2 separate regions of the Mus musculus genome follow, and region 1 is linked to region 2. The links are chromatin contacts, called in public promoter capture Hi-C maps. All regions are on one chromosome and are shown on one strand. Each heading gives the region's core, a stretch centred on a gene start, on an enhancer-like site or on the middle of the called end of the contact. The rest is flanking DNA. Distances are from core to core; before and after follow the strand shown.

Evidence for each region. Promoter capture Hi-C pulls out the DNA fragments that hold promoters and counts their contacts.
Region 1: a promoter capture Hi-C map of hippocampal neurons shows a contact between it and region 2, with 2.9 times the contacts expected there. The contact joins the promoter of Il1b here to the promoter of Acoxl in region 2.

The regions. Positions count from the first base shown.
Region 1 is chr2:129,369,550-129,372,650 of GRCm38.p6, reverse strand. Il1b (interleukin 1 beta) reads left to right here and starts at 1,512. Exons shown (of 7, transcript NM_008361.4): 1 at 1,512-1,583; 2 at 2,306-2,367; 3 at 2,900-2,948. The coding sequence starts at 2,321. It overlaps Il1bos (interleukin 1 beta, opposite strand), which reads right to left and starts at 2,749. Exons shown (of 3, transcript NR_015474.1): 1 at 2,730-2,749.
Region 2 is chr2:127,853,137-127,856,040 of GRCm38.p6, reverse strand. Acoxl (acyl-Coenzyme A oxidase-like) reads right to left here and starts at 1,413. Exons shown (of 18, transcript NM_028765.3): 1 at 1,055-1,413. The coding sequence starts at 1,207.

The DNA of each region.
Region 1 (3,101 bases), core at 263-2,762, 1.5 Mb before region 2:
AACCATCTTCAGATTTCAAATCAAACATATAGCTGGTCAAAGGCAGGATTCTTCTGTTTGCCTTCCTGAAATCGAGATGCTGTGAACCAAATTAGGCAAAAGAAGGCTGCCTAGTAAGTAAACCTTGTTTCATAGTAGAGCCTTGTCTATTCCTCCTTCCAATTCTGTCTGTCTATTTCCCTTCAGTGCTGCAGAATAAGCTCAGTAACCAAAACATACTAGGTACAAACTCATCTGAATGAACACATTGCCAAATTCCTACTCACCCGGGCTAGCTCCTACTGCCTGCATCCATCTGCCAGGCACTGTGGAGACCTGGCTCTAATGGAGTCCACAGACTCTCTGAGGGCTCAGCAAAGGAGTTAGGTTTCCACTGAGGATTCTACTATACTGTAGATGTGCCCAAGAGACTGTATGCAGCATTCATATGGCCTGGTTGCTCATTCCATCCAAGCAAGAAGAGCTCCCCTGGGTAGGCTCCCTGGGCTCTCTGAGTTAGCAGTCTAGTGATGCTTGATATGGCCAAGAGACTTGGTCTCCCCAGATCTTATAGAAACAAGAATTTTCCAAAACAATTTTTTAGGCAAAGACTATCTCTTCACTTTTTAAGATGGACTGTGCTCATGAACAGGCAGATGCCTCGTTCACCACCTTTGCACTGTGCAACTTAATTCAGGCTCATTCTGCTGATCACCTAGCACTGATATGGTTTCAACATGAGACTGGCTATGGTATTATAAGTACCCTGGCAGGGCAGGAAAGCAGGAGTGGGTGGGTGAGTGGGGGAGCATCCTCATAGAGGCAGGGGAGGGGGAGAGGATAGGGGGTTTCCGGAGGGGAGACCTGGAAAAGGGATAACATTTGAAATGTAAATAAAGAAAATATCCAATAAAAGAAAAAAATAAGCACCCTGGCATTATCAGACTGCATAGGCTTGCTTCCAGAGTTCCCTGACCCTATGATAAGTCTACACTGATACCTGCATACTGTGTGTGCCCTGACCCACACAAGGAAGTGCGTGTCTCTCCAGAAGCCCCTGCTAACACAGTTGATGGAGAGCACAGAAGCACCATCCAGTTACCAAACTCCAACTGCAAAGCTCCCTCAGCTTAAGCACAAGGAGGCGAGAGAGGTGACACACTTCTGGGTGTGCATCTACGTGCCTACCTTTGTTCCGCACATCCTGACTTAAAATGTACAGCTAACCCAGGAAAACCCAATATTTTTAATATTGACACCATCTGCACAATTGTCCAGGGGGAAATAATGCCCATTTCCACCACGATGACACACTTGCGAATGTGTCACTATCTGCCACCCCTTGACTTCCAGGGATTAGAAATTATTTCAGGGTAGCAATAGCCTCTTCCCCTAAGAATTCCCATCAAGCTTCTCCCCCCTCCCCCACCCTTCAGTTTTGTTGTGAAATCAGTTAACCCAAGGGAAAATTTCACAGCTCTTCACTTCTGCTTTTTAGGACTATAAAACAAGGGAGGGAAAACAAGTTGGACAACAAACCCTGCAGTGGTTCGAGGCCTAATAGGCTCATCTGGGATCCTCTCCAGCCAAGCTTCCTTGTGCAAGTAAGTCTCTCTCTCTCTCTGTCTCTCTCTCTCTCTGTCTCTCTCTATCTCTCTCTCTCTGTCTCTCTCTCTCTGTCTCTGTCTGTCTCTCTCTCTGTCTCTGTCTGTCTATCTCTCTCTCTCTCTGTCTGTCTCTGTCTCTCTCTGTCTGTCTCTCTCTGTCTCTCTGTCTCTCTCTCTGTCTCTCTCTGTCTCTCTCTCTCTCTCTCTTTCCCCCCCCCCCACTGATGGACTTTGGGCTTTTTATTTATAAAAAGTAGCTGTACCTCCATGGTTTGTGAAGTACTCTGGAAATGAGTACTGTCTGTATAGCCGCTGACATCTAAAAGGCAGCTCCTGTCTTGTAGGAAAGCTTCTTTATTAGGGTTTGGCTCTGCTGTTGCTTCCTTCCAGAGCATCTTCCTAATGCTGTTCCCCATGTTGTAGTGACCCCCCACACACCCTAAAATTATTTTCATTGCTACTTCATAACTATAATTTTGCTACTGTTATGAAGTGTAAATATCTGTGTTATCCAATGGTCTTAGGTGACCCCTGTGAAAGGGCCACTTGACTCCAAAAGGGCCACTGTTCTAGACCTATACAACGGCTCCTCCGTTCCTTCATTCCTCAGAGACCAGTTTAGCATGCCTGCCCTGAACTAGAGCTAAGAGAAACACATATGAAGGACGCCCCTCGGGGAGCTAACGCTGGATGCCCACCCACTTTCTTTCTTCACACAGGTGTCTGAAGCAGCTATGGCAACTGTTCCTGAACTCAACTGTGAAATGCCACCTTTTGACAGGTCAGTGGGTACTGGAGAGTGGTCACATATCCAGCACTCTGCTTTCAGGAATGGAGGGCTATCTACTTTCAGAGGCCAGAGAGTCCCCAACTCATCTCCTTCAGTGGCTATCAGAGTTCAAGCAACCTAGCTTAAAGACTGACCTCTTCACTCCCAAGCCCAACCTAGGGACTTAGGTGCTGTCACTACAGGGACTCCTACAGATGCAATGGTAAGAAAAACTTCCACATGGACAGGATAAGAGACTCTTTTGCAAAGTCTGGCTTGGAAGCAAAGGCAGAGAGCTCAGACTTTAGCTAACTCTGCTAGTCTAGAATTTAGGTGTCAGAAGTCAACAGAGAGCAACCAGAGCACCCACTTACCTGGCCCAGAATCTGCTTCTAGACTGTTACTTACGTAGCACTGTAGAACTTCCCAGAAGTCTTTGGGAAGCTTTAAGAGTCATGGTAGGTGTGGTTTTATGAACAATGGAAGTCTGTCTGCTCAGTATTGATAAGGAGCTATCACTTGACCACATCTGTTTTCATTACAGTGATGAGAATGACCTGTTCTTTGAAGTTGACGGACCCCAAAAGATGAAGGTGAGACTCTGAGCTTGGCTCCTAACCTGTGGAGGGACTGTGGCATGGGAAAAAAAAACCCAAACGGGAAGGGATATGGGACTGCCTTGCTCCCAGGCTATTTTGTGATGGGATTATTTTGCCTCTTTCAGTGACATAGATAAGGCAACCCAC
Region 2 (2,904 bases), core at 164-2,663:
ACAGAGAAAACCTGTCTCAAAAAAAAAAAAAAAAGAAAGAAAGAAAGAAAGAAAGAAAAGAAAAAGGAAAAGGAAAGAAAGAAAGAGAATGAAAAGAGAAAGAAAAAAGAGAGAGAGAAAGAAAAAGAAAGAAAGAGAGAGGGAGGGAGGGAGGGAAGGAAGGAAGGAAGAAAGAAAGAAAGAAAGGAAGGAAGGAAGGAAGGAAGGAAGGAAGGAAGGAGAAAGAGAGAGAAAGAAAGAAATCGCCCTTGGTGTACAAAAATTTTACATTGTAAGCCAGGCATGATAGTGCATGTTTTAATCCCAGTACTCTGGAGGCAGATCTCTATGAGTTCAAAGCCAACCTGGTCTATGTAGAGAGTTCTGGGCCAACCAGGGCTACACAATGAAGCTTGTCTCAAAAGAAAAAAAAAAAAAAGGAAGAAAGGAAGGAAGGAAAGAAAGAAAAAAGAAATAAAAAAGAAAAAAAGAAGAAAAAAGAACAAAGGAAAGAAAAATGTGTTTCTTAGTATTTTGTCATTTCATGCTTATTTTATAATTAAAAATTTCAATTTTCTTTTGATTGTGCATTTTAACATAGAAAGACATATTGATCTTACCTGCAACTTTACTGAATTTACTAGTCCTAACATATTTTTGTGCAATTATGATGATTTTCAACGATAAGAGCATGGCATCATAAAGACAATTTCATCTTCTTTCTCTCCAACTTTTTATGTCTGATTTTTACTCACAGAGTCTGTCACTGCCTGATGTACCATAAACGTATATGTGTTTTACTATGCAGTGTGTCCTCCTGTATTAAACTATAAGCTCCACAAATACCTGCTTTACTTTCTGTCCCTTGGTGTCTAGCTCATTGTTGGAGCCAGTAAATAACTGTGAAGTGAGTGAGTCACCTCACCTGCCATACTGAAGGGACTTAACAAATGGTAGCAAGTAGTAATTGTTGTTACCTTTTACACAACACTTGACTGTAAAAGTAGTAATTAAGTTTTCAAATAAAAAGATCTTATTTATAAAAAATGGTCACAGTATCAAGAAATAAACAAACCATGATTCCAGCTGCTCTGGAGTCCCTTGGCAGACAACACACTCCCTGGCAGGCTCTCTGAAGAAATCCCTGTGGTCCCCGCAGATGACAGCACACTTTGGATGCCAATCTATACAGAGGGACTTCTATAAACAGTCCACTCCATCCTGTCATCTCTGCTCAACTCTTCCACAGGATCCCATGGGGCCAGGGCTGGCCTGGCCAAGTGGCCAGCATCCAAGTGCATGGGGCTGGAGCTGGGACAAAGACTCCTGCCAAAAGCAGCACACAGACCAAGATCCAGGGTAGCCTGTCACAGCCTGCTAGGAAAAGCCAGGGTTCCAGGACAAACAGAAGCCAGAGGGCCCAAGCCCAAAGAGGAAAGGTCTCAGAGAAAGAAAGTCAGAGCAAGCACAGGGATGGGTGGGAGGAGGCTTCTCTGTCATGATCCTTAGGACCAATAGGGACTGGGTTGGTGTTGAGGCCTAAACAGGACAGAATTTCATGAAGAACCAATGACAGACTCACTTCTTTGGCTTCTTGACATAGTCCCTGCTCAGCTAGAGTTTTGCAATGCACTCATGACTTCCGGGGGGTGGGGGGTCGGGGGGGGGGGGGAAGAAGTCTAACATCTTAGGGGTTATCAGGAAAGTAACCGGTTTCCTCATTCTCAAGCACCTTCAGAAGTGAGGCAATCTGACCTTAGAATATCATTCCATCTTAGAGCTAATCACCAGTCTCTCTAATGTAAAACACCCAAAACTAAAACTAATTTAAAAAAAATATATAGTTAGAGTAAATACAACGATCAGGCCATAGGTTGTCTGCCAATTCCCACCAGGCAGCTAAGAGTGGGCTTCCCGGAACCTGTGGATGATTTAAACCAGTGTTGTTCAGACTTCAAGGTCCCTAAGCCCCTTTACACTTAAAAACTACTGAGGGACCAACGAGATGGCTCAGTGGGTAAAGGTGCTTGCCACTAAGCCTGATGACCAGACTTCGAGCCTTAGGACCCACATGGAAGACGAAAAGAACCCACTCTCACAAGGTGCCCCTGACCTCCACATGCATGCTGTGGCATATGTGTGTCCATACACATACACACAAAAAAACAAACACATAAGTAAATAAATAAATATAAAAAGAAAAAAAAAACTGTGAAACTGCCGAGGAGCTTTCCTTGTGGTTCTATTTAGCAATTTACCATATTGGTAATTAAAACAGAGAAATCTGGTACTTTAGTCATTGTAAATAATAATAAACTCATAAAGTAATAGTTTCATGAAAATACACACAATTTCCAAAATCCAAAAAGGAGATAAAAAATAAAATAAGTTAGACAAATAGAGTTATCTTACATTTTACAAATTGTTTGAATATCTAGCCTAATTAAAGACACCTTGGCTTTCAGCTTTGCCTTTGCTGTGAGGTGCCCTTTGGGTTAGTTTGTCACAAAAGTCCTGCATCACACACACAGAAAACCAGGCATTTATTTTTCAGGTGGCACCTGCAAACATCTCAGAGATATCCAGGGATTGTCAGACCACACTCAAGGACCACTGGGCTAGGCCATGTTCCTGCTACCAATGCCTGCCCATGCAAATTATTAGGATGATGATAACACAGGGGATTGTGGGTAATTTTCTTTCAGTCTCAGGGGGCATAGTGTAGGTGAGCAGGAGCTGTGGGTTGCTATTTCATTATTCAAGAATTTGTTCCCAGACAGCCCCATAAATGGTCAAGAGTAGTCTGACCCCAACTGGGAGAAGAAAGTGTTGAGTTAGGATGTTCCTATGAGCCAGCTGTAAGCCATGATTGGGAAAGAGACCAACTGATGAATGGGAACCATTTGGGAGGAGACTACAAGGGTC